Linked DNA regions of Cricetulus griseus: region 1 is linked to region 2. A link is a contact called in public Hi-C data. All regions are on one chromosome and are shown on one strand. Each heading gives the region's core, a stretch centred on a gene start, on an enhancer-like site or on the middle of the called end of the contact. The rest is flanking DNA. Distances are from core to core; before and after follow the strand shown.

Region 1 (7,123 bases), core at 4,211-6,710, 330 kb before region 2:
CAGCAGAGAGCTCAGATTCGATGCGGAACCTCCCACACCCAAAGACGGAAGGTTGCAGGACTCGACAGGCTAAAGCTGTTGCTGGAGGGAAGCCTTGGCCAGCAGCTGCACCCCCACCCGAGAGGGTTGTTAGGGAGACCAGGCCAACCAGCAGACACAAAGGTAAAGGAAGTGACTTCCTCCATGTCCATAGTGCTCCCCGGACTTCCCTCTAGTTCCCCGAGCCAGCTCTCCCGCCCCGGACACCCCGCGCCATTCCGCGCCTTTGGCCCGGGCTCAAGGTCTTGTGATGTGATTAGCAAAGCCAGCGCCTTGTCCTCAGACACTCAGCCCTGCCTCGCAGGCCCCAGCGCTCAAGCCCTGTTTACCGAGCCTGGGCGGGGAATGGGGCGGAGAAACGAGCCAGCGCTCCTCCAGGCTGGCCGCTCCCGCTCCCGCCCCCACCCCTACTGCGTCTCCACGTGCTGCTGGGTTGGAGCCGCCACCTACGGGACAGGCCGCGAGCCCGCTCCACCCCACCCCCCAGACCCAAGCACCCTTTGCCAACCAGTCTGGCCACACACATCATTGCAATATTGTTGCATTTTGCAATTCCCGCGCGCCGAGCAAAACAGAGGGTGGGAGATAAGAAGCTGTGCCAGTCGGCCTAGCAGGATCAGGCGGGGAAAGGTACGTCTAGGGGAGCCGGGCCCCGGCCCAGATAGAACGGGAAAGCGTTTTCCAAAGTTACAGGCTCAGGGGCGGAGGAGAGCGGGATCTTCCCGCCGCCGCCACCCAGCAGCACCCAAAGGGGCCACGCTCCCCACGCCAGCCGGACGCCCGCCCCGCTCCACCCCGCCCCCTCCCCGAGGAAAAATTGGCGGCGACCAATGAGAAGCCGAGAAGACGCCTGACGTCCACGAGCCGGCGGGAGGCGTTGCCTGGAGACCCCGGCGGGTCAGCGCTCAGTCCCCTCCCCGGGTGCGCTCTGCTCCGCCGCCGCGCGGCTCCCGGGCTCTATATAGGGCGCGCGCTCGCGGCTCTCGGAGTTCCAGCAGTCAGCGAGCTGCTGTCGGCTCGCGCGGGGGGCGGGCCGGGGCGCCGAGCAGCGCTCTCGCTTCTCCTCTGCCCCCCGACTCCGCACCGCGGCCTCCTCCTCCTCCTTCTCCTCGGCGGCCCCGCAAGCCAACTTTCCGTCCCTCCCCGCCCCTACGCCCGTTATTCGTCTTGGTTCGAGCCGCGCTGCGCCGCGCCGAGGGCTCCTCCCAACCCTCCCTGCTCGCAGCTCCATTACAGGACCCAGAAAAAAATGTCGACCACACTCCTGTCCGCCTTCTACGATATCGACTTCTTGTGCAAGGTAAGCTGGCCAGAGGGGAAGGACGGCGGGCTGCCTGGAACCCTTGGAGTCCCGAGACTTGGCTGCCGGGTCGGGTCGGGAGGGAGCCTTCCGAGTTGACTTTTCGGGTGGAGGGAAGTCCTGGAGTTAGCAGCCCTGTGTGCTTGCGACTGTGGGCGTGGAGACCTGGGAGGGAGCGAGTAGCGGCTGGAGCTGCTGCGCTGCTCCCGAGGCCACGCTGCCGGGACTTCCCGGACAGTTTGCGCCGCCCACCCCGTGGCCACGGGCCCGGGATCACATGGCTGGTCCCGGCGCGGCCAGGGTGGGCGTCCCCCGCTCTGTCCGGCCTTTTTTATTTATTTTTTGCGAACGTAACGGTGGAGGCTGAATTGAAATCCGCAGGAGAAAAGGTGGGCAGTTGGGGACTAGGCGTCCGCTCTGCAGTTGTCCCCAACTCTTGCTCCCCTTCCGATCTTAATCCCGTCCCCGCTCCCCCTACCTTTGGCAGACAGAGAAATCCCTGGCCAACCTCAATCTGAACAACATGCTGGACAAGAAGGCGGTGGGGACGCCCGTGGCTGCTGTCCCCAGCTCGAGCTTCACGCCGGGCTTCCTGCGACGCCACTCGGCCAGCAACCTACACGCGCTCGCCCACCCCGCCGCACCCAGCCCGGGCAGCTGTTCGCCCAAGTTCCCAGGCGCCCCTAACGGCGGCAGCTGCGGCCCGGCCGGCGCGGGCGGCCCGGCCACTTACGGGCAGCTCAAGGAGCCTTCAGGGGGCGGCGGCGGCACAACGCTGGTCAACAAGGAGAGCAAATTCCGGGACCGCTCGTTCAGCGAGAACGGCGAGCGCAGCCAGCACCTCCTGCACCTGCAGCAGCAGCAGCAGAAGGGGGGCAGCGGCTCGCAGATCAACTCCACGCGCTACAAGACCGAGCTGTGCCGACCCTTTGAGGAGAGCGGCACGTGCAAGTACGGCGAGAAGTGCCAGTTCGCGCACGGCTTCCACGAGCTGCGCAGCCTCACTCGGCACCCCAAGTACAAGACGGAGCTGTGCCGCACCTTCCACACCATCGGCTTCTGCCCCTACGGCCCGCGCTGCCACTTCATCCACAACGCGGACGAGCGGCGGCCGGCGCCATCGGGGGGCGCCTCGGGGGACCTGCGAGCCTTTGGCGCGCGGGACGCGCTGCACCTGGGCTTTGCTCGGGAGCCGCGGCCCAAGCTGCATCACAGCCTCAGTTTCTCGGGCTTCCCGTCGGGTCACCACCAGCCGCCGGGGGGTCTAGAGTCGCCGCTGCTGCTCGACAGCCCCACGTCGCGCACGCCGCCACCTCCCTCGTGCTCCTCGGCCTCATCCTGTTCCTCATCCGCCTCTTCCTGCTCCTCCACGTCGGCGGCATCCACGCCCTCGGGTGCCCCGACCTGCTGCGCCTCGGCGGCGGCTGCAGCGGCAGCCGCGCTGCTCTACGGTCCCGGGAGCTCGGAGGACCTGCTGCCCCCCGGAGGCCCGTGCGCCACCTGCTCAGCCACCTCGTGCGCCAACAACGCCTTCGCCTTCGGCCCGGAGCTGAGCAGCCTCATCACGCCGCTCGCCATCCAGACCCACAGCTTCGCCGCCGCGGCCGCCGCCTACTACCGCAGCCAGCAGCAGGGCCTGGCGGGGCCCGCGCCGCCCCCCGCGCAGCCGCCCGCGGCCCCCGCGCCTCCCTCGCCGCCCTTCGGCTTCCAGCTGCCGCGCCGTCTGTCCGAGTCGCCCGTGTTCGACGCGCCCCCCAGTCCCCCGGACTCGCTGTCGGACCGCGACAGCTACCTGAGCGGCTCGCTGAGCTCGGGCAGCCTCAGCGGCTCCGAGTCCCCCAGCCTGGACCCCGGCCGCCGCCTGCCCATCTTCAGCCGCCTCTCCATCTCCGACGACTGAGGCAAGGGGGCGCCCGCGAGGGTTTGGGAGAGGCTGCAGGGGGGGCACCGGGGAGGGGTGACACTGCCGAAGGCCCCCAGCCGAGCACTTGGACTCGAACTATGCCGGGAGGGGGCCCCGCCCCTTCCCTTTCGGTTTTTTTTCTATTATTATTTTTTTATTATTATTATTATTGCAGAGTTTTCGTTCTTGTTGAAATAAAAGCCAACGAACTTTTTGTAAGGATGAACAAAATAGTCACAACGGGCAGTTGTGATGCGATAGAACAAAAGATACCAAACACTTGTTTAGGTCTCAGATGAGTTTTGAAACTCTAGTTTATAAAGAAGAATAAAAAACCAGCCCAGCACCAGCAGCTAAAACCACCATTCCATCTCTTCTTTCACTTGAAAGCCTTAGTTACAGTCCAGATGTGAGAACTCTTACCTTGGAAGGGGGTTCCTAACTTGTCTCAGACCAGTGTGAGCCAGCCGGCTGCCACCTCCCCTTAATAAGCTTTTAGAGTTCAATGTAATGCCAAGAACATGCCTTGAAACGAGTAGCCTTCAGCCGGGTTTGTCGCGGTTGTTGTCCTTGTTTTTGTTTTTTAACGAAGTTATATGTTTGGGGGGTGGGGGGGTACCCTTGCATTCCAAAGTCTGATACTGGTCTCATTGCCACCGTTTAGTGAGTGTTTAGCTTAGAAACATTCCCTCTGCTCTCTGGAAGCCTTGAGCAGAGCTCAGTTCATAATTGTTGGGAAATAAGTGCTTCATTTTTAGCTGTTTTGAGTTGATTCGCACCACAACTCAATATGAAAAAAATAAACCTATTTAACTTATTTATTATCTTGTGAAAAGTATACATTGAGGATGTTTGTTCATACTGTATTTATCGAGTATGATGAAAAGCAATAGATATATATTCTTTTATTATGTTAAATTATAATTGCCATTATTAATCGGCAAAATGTGGAGTGTATGTTCTTTTCACAGTAATATATGCCTTTTGTAACTTCACTTGGTTATTTTATTGTAAATGAGTAAGAAAAAATCTTAATTTAAGAGATTGTATGTAATATTTATTTCATTAATTTCTTTCCTTGTTTACGTAAATTTCGAAAGATTGCATGGTTTCTTTACAGAAATCTATCTATCTTGATGCTGTGGAAGTAGTTTGAGGAACATTTTGAGTCTTTTCTTACTTAGAATGTATAATGGTTGTGGCCCACCCAGCTTTAAAGAGAGAAAAAGAATGACCACATACTCTGCAGTCCGGCTCACATGTGGCATGCTTGTCTAGTCCCAGCCTTATAAACCAGCAAGAGAAAACAAAAAAACAAAAATGCTGATTCCACCAGCTCTACTGTGACATTGAGTATAAAGACATGTAGCAATAACGGGGAAATAATGGTCTCAGTGCCTTCATGGGGCCCGAACTTGCCTTAAATCTTCCTCAACCAAATAAGTATTTCATTAGTGCTTGAGCGAATTTGAATGCCAGATGGGTTAACCTGCACAAAACGAGATTTTTTTACCACTTTTTTTTTTATATATATAGCTATAAAGTGAAGAGGGCCATCTTAGTGCTGAAAATGGTCTGTAGAACATGAATATGCCTTGTTTCATAACAGTCCGAAACTTGTACTATGACTTTTCGATGTAAAAAGGCAGGAATGTCCCTCCCAGGCCTTCCTGGATGGCAGATGAGTGAGCAGGCGCTTAGTTTTGTATGTAGGGTACAGTTGGAGCACCGAGTGTGTGTATTCTGGACTACTTTGACACAGTAGGTTCTTTTTTGAATGTAACAAGATAAGTCAACTTGAGTTGTAATATATTTTTGGGGAATCAGTTCACTACAAATTGTGACTGTAAACATTGTACTGTAAATGTTTTGTAGTTTTCCCCCCCAATAAAATTTTTTGGAAAAAAATTTTCCTGAGAGAGAAGGGAGTGTTCTTTTTAAAACTGGGTCTCCTTTCCTGGCTTCCCCGGGGCCTCCTCAGCAGGTCTGGGAAGGGGTGTGGGGAGCTGACAGATCGCTCAAGAGCCTGCATCCACTTGTTACCTGTATTTATTTTCTAGCAAGTCCTCTCAGCTGAAAGAAACTAATTATTTGGCTGTCAGGGGTATTTGTTAGCTGTTCCCTTTGGTAATGAGATGCATCCCAGTGTTGGCTGACTGGCTGGTGGCAGGGCCTGGCGGGAGACCGCAAGGGGTGTGGCCGGCCTGTGAGTCACCCAGTGGATCACGTGGCTGCTCTGGCAGCTGAAAGTCCGATTTTTCTCTGGGATGCCTGCCTGACCGGGGCCTGTAGCCTTGACGGGAGCTGGCTGGTGGAGGTCTGGCCCAGGCGTTGGGAGTCCAGGGTTTTGCTTGGACTTTGGGTAGCTGGGTTATGTCCTTGTTCAGAGAGAGAGAGGGAGGGAGATTAAGCGGGTTAAACTTCTATCTGGGTGATGTTTGTTTACACAGACAACTTCCTCTGGGAACGAGCACATTCAGGCTATTTATGCAAAAGGAAGGCTGAGGAGGCCAGAAAGCAAATTCAACCGGGCTTCTACCGAAAGGAAAAAAGACTGCCTTGCTTTGCCTGGTTCTCCGTCATAAACTACAGTCTTGTGCATTGTTTTTTGTTGTTTTCTCCCAGCTGGTTTTAAATCACTTTTAAACTCCTAAGACAATTACTTTTCTGCCCCCCTCTCCCATTCGCACAGTTCAGACACCTTTTCCAACCTAGACAGGAGGTCCAGCAACTGTGTGCTTCCTTATCAATAGCAGCTGGGCTCTCAACCAATCCTTGCCCCCTCTCTGGCTACCCCGGCCTTGGCCAGGGTCTCCTGTGACTCACAGCTGAGCAGGAACGGTGGTGGGGGTGTCTGAGGGATGCGCCAGGCTGGGCAGCTGTTTCTAGTTAAGGCGATGGAGTTGGTGTGCAAAGCCTTTTTTTTTTTTTTTTTTTTTTTTTTTTTTCAGTGCTTGCTGCCAGAGTGGGGAACAGTTTCAAAGTTCTCCCAGATGTTAGGCCTTGGGGGCGGAGGGAGCTGGAGGCCAAGAAGCCCTGAGGTTGGGTGAAGCCCCTGCAGCTCTCTGGCCTCTTGGCCATAAAGAATTTGCAATGGGGAGGAGACGGCTCCACTGTGGAGCTGTTTAGGCCCGGCTGCGTTTCAAAGACCTTGTTTCCACTTCATTCCCAAATTTATTTTTTTCCAAACAAGCACTTTTGAGCAGCTGGAATGTTGGGCTTCTCTTTGGGGTAAGCCACATTCATTTTTTAAAAACTTTCAGCCATTTGAAAGCCTGAAAGCTAGGCTCTGACAGTTTGTGTTTGAGATGCATGCGGGGAGGTAGGTGGTCATTCAGAAGTTCTCTCACCCATACATACATCATTGGAGGCTCTGGGTCATTGTGCCTCCGCAGCCACCAGAATAAACAGAAAACAGCCTGTCCTTGATCCCACCCTGAGACTGGTTTTAGTTTTTTGTTTTTTGTTTTTTTGGTTTTTTTTTTGTAAATCCATGATATAGGAGGAGAACTTGGAAGTAAGGGCAAAGTAGGATTAGCCACCACAGGGCTGCACTGTGGAGGCTCCGGGCTGAGTCTAGATAGGACCTTCCATGGGCAACTGTGGTTGTTCAAAGAGGTCTTCCAACTGACTGCTTGGAGGCTGGGGTGATTTTGAAACAACCCGACTAGTGTGCCCCACCTTATAAACGATTTCAGAAAGGTGTGCGCAATATGGATCCCACTGCCTGGGTCTCCTGCTAGGGGTGTAAAAGACAAGTGAGCACACAATTGAGGAGCCCTGTGTGGAGACACAGAGGAACGTGAGCAGGCCTGGAAGGCCCTTGGTGCAGGAAGGATGGTAAGCCAGGCTCTTGACTGCCAGGTCTGCTCCTGAGGGAG
Region 2 (6,847 bases), core at 405-2,904:
TCTAGAATGGGGATACCAAAAGAATTTTTAAAAACTGACAGTAGTGCCTGGCTATGTGCTGTTGTTCAAGGAGAGGAGGCTCAGAGATGGTGCCTGTAGCACAATCATGACGACCGGAGTTCGGATCCCAGCTCCCACATAACAAGCTCATCATCTACACAGACTTCTAATCCAGCACAAAAACGGATCTAAGGCCTTCTTCTGGTCTCCACACACTCACAGGCATGGGCACCCCACATATGAGCACAAATGTAGATGCACAAATAAAAATAAATCTTTTTTAAAAAAAAAAAGAAAGAAACTATAGTTTCCTCTCCTTCCTTCCAAGCTGGTCCAGGAAATCCAAGAGTGTGCAAAGGCAAGGCTGAAGAGGAGCCAAACTCCAAAGCCGAAGATGAGAAACTTCCCTACCTCACTCCCACAGAAAAACACTTTGCTAGTTCTCCCTGGAACCCCTTCAGTTTAGAGTGACAGGCCAACCTGGTTTGCAGGGCATGGCGGATTTCTCAGAACTGGTCACCCAGTCCTCATCTCTCCTCCAAGTCCAGCTCACCGGCTTCCTGAGTATAGGTGACAATCTCTAAAGCTGCAGCCTGGGACCCTGCATGGCCACACACTCCCCAGGCAAGTCTCATGTATCCTGTGGCTTGTGAAGCATGCTGCAGTGCTCCTCGGTGGTGGTCCTCCCCAGAGCCAAGTATAAGCCATATTCTTCAAGTAGACAGTAAGTCCCAGGGTTCAAGGCCCAGCATACCCCAGTGCTGAGACCTTGGGACAACTCCAGTGAACTTTATAACACCAGGCTCCAGCTGTTGTCTGGACAGTAAACCTCTACGTGAGAACTGGGCACTAGTTTTTCACTTAGCTTTAGAGTTTGTGCCCATGTCTTGTTCCTATATTAACCTTCCATTCATTCATCGTGGGTGGTGTGCAGATTGATTGGCACCATGGGACCTAAAATCTGACTGGAATGATAGGAGGTGAACTATTAATAATTGGATAAATGAGACCCCCCTGCCCCCTCTTTTATGGGAGAGCAATAAAGATAAGAATTACTGCAGAGAGGATAGTTCAAATAGTTTCTACTTCTTGGGCATCTATTGTACTGATGTGCATTAGTTTTGTGGTTAGTTTTACTGTAATAATAGAACTAAAGAGCTGCTCAGGAATACAACTGTAAGAGTGTGGTCATGGAAGTTTGTAAGTTCTCCTAAAATAGGTGATGTAGTGTCTTGTAAACCTACTTGAGAAGGATAGACCATATAAGATATGTAAAGGTTAGTCTATAATTCAACCTTTACAAAGTTATGTAAAGTTTGAAACATGGTAGTTTCAAATCATCATAATAAGCAAAATCTAGAGAATGGTATGATGGGGGCAACTGCACTTCCCCTCATCTGAGGAAGGATGTTTGACGGAGCCCAGATGGTTGAGTGGCCAGCTACCCTAAGATTTGGGGAAGATGATCAAAGATACGGACTGGCTTTTGCAAAGGCCCTGAGGCAGAAATAAGAGACAGAAACAGAAATCCAACTGGCCTCTTCTGGTGGCCACCATTCCTGAGTGATAGCAGAGCTTTAGAAAGAGGGGAATGGAAATTTCCCAGATACTTATGCACCCCCCCGCCCCGCCCACAACTGCAAATGCCAGGGGATGGTGGGTGCCTTGAACCGGGGGTGGGAAGAGGAGCTGCAGACAGGGGGTCTAACATAGGGAATGGGAACGGAGCAGATCCTTCACCCAGGTCCCACGCTCGTGGTCCATTTGGTCTTGGAGAGCCACCCGGAAGCAGTGGCCTGGATCCGGGCGAGGGCAGCGCCTCCTCCGCGTCCGCAGGAAGCCACCCGGCATCAGGAGCGCCCGGGACCTAGGTCTACATTGCATCCCCGGTCTGGGATGCGGTTTAAACAACCGACTAACGAACGGGAAGGGCAGTCGGCGGCCGACTGAGATCCACCGCTGTTTGGACACCGCTCAGGAGCTACAAAGCAGGCCGGAAAAAGGGGGCCCGGCTCCTTCGCGAGTTTGTTTTTCGCTCGGGCTGAGACAGGAAGCGAGGAGACCAGGGGGACCCCAACTCCTTCCTGCACGAATATAAAATGACCGCATAGCTCAGCTCCAAAAGAGTCGTGCTCCAGGTGAGGCTCGAACTCACAACCTCGGCATCGCTCTGCATGTACTGCTGTATAAGTACCGCGCGCTAACCGATTGCGCCACTGGAGCTCCGCTAAGCCGGCCTCGCGAAGGCTCTATCAGGCCCAGGGAGGCGTCAGTGGAGCATGCGCAGCCGCCACCGGCGGGCTCCGCTCGAGACTCCAGCCTTCCGCAACTTCAGAACAGACTTACGGCTACGAGCCGGTGTCTGGGGACCGGTGGATCCAGGAGCGACTGGACGAGGGTCCCACGAGGGGCTCGCACGGCCAAGCCTGCGGGCGAGCGACGGCATCCTCTGCGGGGCTTCGCTCCGTGAGATCCAGCCCCCGGCACGCGCAGACCGGCCTGGCAGGGGCGGACCGAGCGACCCCGCGGCTGCCGTCCTCGGGAAGCGAACCCGGATCCCCGACCCGCCCTTCCGATGGCGAGAAGGCGAACCGCGCAGACAGCCCCGGCGGGCGGCTCAGCCCGAGGGGCCTCGGGGGTCCAAGCTGCAGGTGTTTCCTTTCTTTTCATCTTAAAACTAAGTTCCACCGTTTAAAACCCAAAGAGCTAGAAACCTCGGAATATCTGTTTCTTTCTTAAAACCAGAATTTTTAAAACGCCGTGCTTTATGAAAATACAAAGGGGAGAGACTGGCGAGGCGGCTCGGAGGTCAAAAGTACCGCTCTTGCAGAGAAAGCGGGTTCGGTTCCCATCACCCACAACCCGCGTCTCACCCTGCCCCTTAACTCAAGTTCGGGGGAGATCTGCGGCGTGCACAAACACACACCTACACTTTATTTTGAAAAAAATAAATGTTTAAAAAGTCAAAAGTAGCAGGAAGGCTACTTGGCAAGGAGACAAATGGGGGGGGGGTAAAGGAGAATGGATATGGTCAAGAAACTAATTTTCTTTTATCAGTGGCATGAAACCTACACTTCCTACACTGAGTAGATGCTCAGAAAGTGTAAAAATCACCCTTTACTGCGGAAGCGGGGTAAAAATGAATAGAATCCGTGCTGGGTCTATGATATTCGTTGTATTCTATGGAATCATTTGTTTCTTCTTAAAACAACAACTTGAGGGTGTTTCGTTTGTCCCAGGTACGTTGCATACCTCACTCAATAACCACAGAGCATTCCTCAGGCGGTTTGCAATTCTTTCCCACCCCCTACCCGACTCCCAGTACCCCTGTCCTGGGGTCAGGCTTCCACTCAAATTGCCACCTAAGCTCCTGCCAATACGTTGGTCACCTTGTTTGGTGACCTCTATTCTCCTAAAAGAGAGAAAACCAGAAGAGCAAACAGTAGATTGATCGGGACACTAGATGTGACAGGTGGCGATGGAGTAAAGGCCACTACTGTGGTCATCAGCGTGGTAACAAGTTTGGGGTGATAAATGTTAAACAGTAGCGTGGTACCCAACTTCAGAAAGCCTTAACATTTGAGCAGGAGAGGTACTGGTGGTAGGGTTGACAATGTGGACATAACGGATTCTTCCCACGACTGGATCAATGAAGGTGTTTTTAGGAAGCTGAATGGTCAGCCAGATGTGGTACTTCTCACCTGTAATTCAGGCACTCAGATGAGGCAGGAGGATTGATGTGAATTCAAGGTCAGCTGCACCACTGTTCTGTGCAGTGTGGACTACAGTATGAGACCATGTTTCAAAACTGAACCACAACAAAAACAGAGCTGGTCATGGTGGTACACAACTTTAATCTTAGCATTCCAGAGACAGAGGCACCAGGAGCGAGCTCCAGGACAGCCAGGGCTATACAGAGAAACCGTTTCCCAAAACAACAAAACAAAAGAACAGGGCTGGAGAGATGGCTCAGAGTTTAAGAGTACTGGATGCTCTTTCAGAGGTCCTGAGTTCAATTCTCAGCACCTGCAGATGGCTCACAACCATTCATAATGAGATCTGACATCCTCTTCTAGCCTGCAGGCATACATGCAGGCAGAACAATGTATATATAATAAATAAATCTTCAAACAAACAAAACAGTGGACTGTCCTGTGTCCATGTGCACACTGGATTATCTGTAGGGAAAGGAGCCAGATGAGGACCCCCAGATGGTTCTGTAAAATTCAGGAGACACACCAGAAAGGGACGGCCAGCACCCTACAGATCCATTAGGTCTCAAGCATGCTAGCCTCTGGGATCCTGGGGGTATAGGTGGGGAAGTCCAGGGTAAATGAAGGCAGCATCGACTTTGAAGAAAGTTTCTCCCCGAAGTTAGAAATAGTTAAGAAAGTAAATACATGTTGGGTAGGAATTATTTGTTTCTTGGTGCTGTAAAAGGGACACAGTTCCCAGTAAATAAGAACGTTGTGAAGATGCTGTAAACAAATCCACTAGCATTTGGGGAATCTGCCCCTGTGGGATGGTTTGAGTAAGAATGGCCCCTGTGGCTTATATATTTGAATCCTTAGTCATCAGGGAGTGGCACTGCTTAAGAAGGATTAGGAGGTGTGGCTTTGTTGGAGTAGGTGTGGCCTTGTTGGAGGAGGTGTGGCCTTGTTGGAGGAAGTATGTCACTAGGGGTGGGCTTTGAGGTCTCAAAAGCCCATGCTAAAACCCATAGTCTCTCTCTGCCTGCCGTCATGATGTAACTCTCAGCTACTGCTCCAGCACCTGCTTGCATGTCACCACACTCCCCTCCATGACGATAGTGGACTAAACCTCTGAAAGGATAAGCAAGCTCCCCAATTACATGCTTTCTTTTGTAAGAGCCTCCTTGGTCATGGTGTCTCTTTACAGCAATAGAACACTAACTAAGACACCCTGAGTCTCAGGCAGAGCCACCAGATAAATCACGAGCCGTAGAGTTACTGCTGAGAATGCAGCTTCCTTTTGCGCCCCCCCCCTCGCCAATCCCCATTGTGTATCTGCTCTGAGCAGATAGTGGCAATCAGGCACTATGTATATGTATGTACAGATAATGGGAGATCCCACTTTGTAGAGGGGAAGACGGTACCTCATAAAGGGAACATGAATAACTTGGATGCTAAAGAAATTAAGGCTCTGAGGGAGGAACCTAGAGGGGTGATACTGAGATGGGAGTAGGAGAGAGGGTGCCAGGACCACAGGTGAAACCTTCTGGACCCTATAGACTGCCTACCCTGTCCTCAGGCTGCCTTGAGAGAGCAGGGAAGGAAGAATCTCACCCATAAACCTCACTGGTCTTTATTCATAGTAAGGGGTTCAAGACTCTTGCACCATTTTCCTCGTCTCTAAATACCGAAATTTTGACTGGAGAATATTTTCCCCACATAACTCTTCCAAACATGTTGAAGTTAACTTTTTAGACATGGTCTCACTATGTAACCCAGGCTGGCCATAAACTCAGAATCGTCCTGTCTCTGCCTTCAGAGTGCAGGTTCTACCAGCCTATGCCATCAACCTGAAATCATTTGAATTATTATGTAAGTTGTGTAATAAAGCAGCGATTTTTAAAAAAGAATAAAATAAAATAATAAAATTTTATTTAGGCAAGGGGTAGTTAAAAACCTGTGATGCCTGTAATGTAAAAAGAGTCTCAATCTTTTCCATATACCCAATAATAAAATGTTTAATTATGTAAGGTAAGGGAAAGGCTTGCTGTGTTAACAGATAAGTTTTAAAATAACATGTCATCTTGGCACAGAGATGAATGTACTGTACATTAAAATGTATGAAATGCAATGACTCATTGTGGCATCAGAAATAGACAAAAACTGTTTCCTAAATGAATGTTTGGAATTTATGCCTTTTGCACAGAAAAAAAGTTTTTAATACCATGTTTTTGTGTTTAAATGATGAGATGAACAAAATGAGTTCCAATTGCTGTGTGCATGTGCCATCCGGCAAATTACAAGAGCAGGCTGTAACTGTCCTTACTCCTGACAATGGAAGGTCAAATAGCATGTAATGGCTGCTATATTTTCCCTTCATGGCTTTGGTTTCTGCTCTTCAAGAGGCATTGTGATGAGCCATACAAACACTTTGATTAGCTGAATGCAATATGAGAGTCTGCTGAATGAAGCTCATTTTGATTCAGATTTATAGAACTACCATTTTATGGTCCTTGTTTTCTTTGTTTCATCAACCTTTTTCTATTTCTTCTTTTTAGCCAGCGTTGCATCATGGTTATGTATTAAGAAGTGCAAATGTTGCTGTACAGAAGCCAAATCCTACACGAGGAGCCCCAGAGCAGTCACCATGGGCAGACAGCTGGTATCTTGATACTACTGTGGGTACTGGTCACAAACACCCAGGAGCTTCCAAAACGGTTCTGTCAAATTGGAAGATCTGCAGAATTATTTTAGGGTTTTGGTTTTTGCTGCATAGTTGGTTGCTTTCTTGAGCAGAAAGCAACAAGTGCTTGTGCTCAGGTCACTTTCTCCTCTTTATACACTCCAGGGTGGCCCAGGGAATGGCGCCACCCACAGCGGGTGTGTTTTCCCAAATGAAGGCACTCCTGAACAGATATTGAGTCTTAGTTTGATTTCTATTGTTGTGATAAAGATCATTACCAAAAGCAACTTGGAAAGGAAAGAGTTTACTTGGCTTACACATTCTGATTATTGTCGATCTTTGAGGAAAGTTAGGATAGAAACTCAAGGCAGAATCAGGAACTGTTTCAAAAACCATAGAGGAGTGCTGCTTACTGGCTCACTCTCCAGGGTTTGCTCAGTTTAGTTTCTTAAACAACCCAGGACCACCTGCC

Evidence for each region. A called contact is a pair of places that touch in the nucleus more often than the background predicts.
Region 1: a contact with region 2 is called in a Hi-C map of the CHO-K1 cell line, with 8 times the contacts expected there. The contact joins the enhancer-like site here to the promoter of LOC113835922 in region 2. A contact is called at or near these places in 4 of 8 Hi-C or Micro-C datasets (the CHK-Q cell line, the CHO-K1 cell line and fibroblasts).

The regions. Positions count from the first base shown.
Region 1 is chr5:85,806,063-85,813,185 of CriGri-PICRH-1.0, reverse strand. It overlaps LOC113835924 (mRNA decay activator protein ZFP36L2), which reads left to right and starts at 947. Exons shown (of 2, transcript XM_027417931.2): 1 at 947-1,339; 2 at 1,827-3,391. The coding sequence starts at 1,289. The coding sequence ends at 3,239. Within about 2 kb of position 5,460, at least 5 of the 6 cell types and tissues checked have open chromatin away from gene starts, as enhancers often do. A contact at or near this core is called in the CHO-K1 cell line and fibroblasts, where this site is marked.
Region 2 is chr5:85,474,154-85,481,000 of CriGri-PICRH-1.0, reverse strand. LOC113835922 reads left to right here and starts at 1,654. Exons shown (of 2, transcript XM_027417925.2): 1 at 1,654-2,651; 2 at 6,251-6,847. The coding sequence starts at 2,280. The coding sequence ends at 6,484. It overlaps Trnai-uau (a tRNA gene), which reads right to left and starts at 2,223; the gene lies at 2,131-2,223. LOC103160768 (a long non-coding RNA gene) reads right to left here and starts at 2,479. Exons shown (of 4, transcript XR_003485777.2): 1 at 2,347-2,479.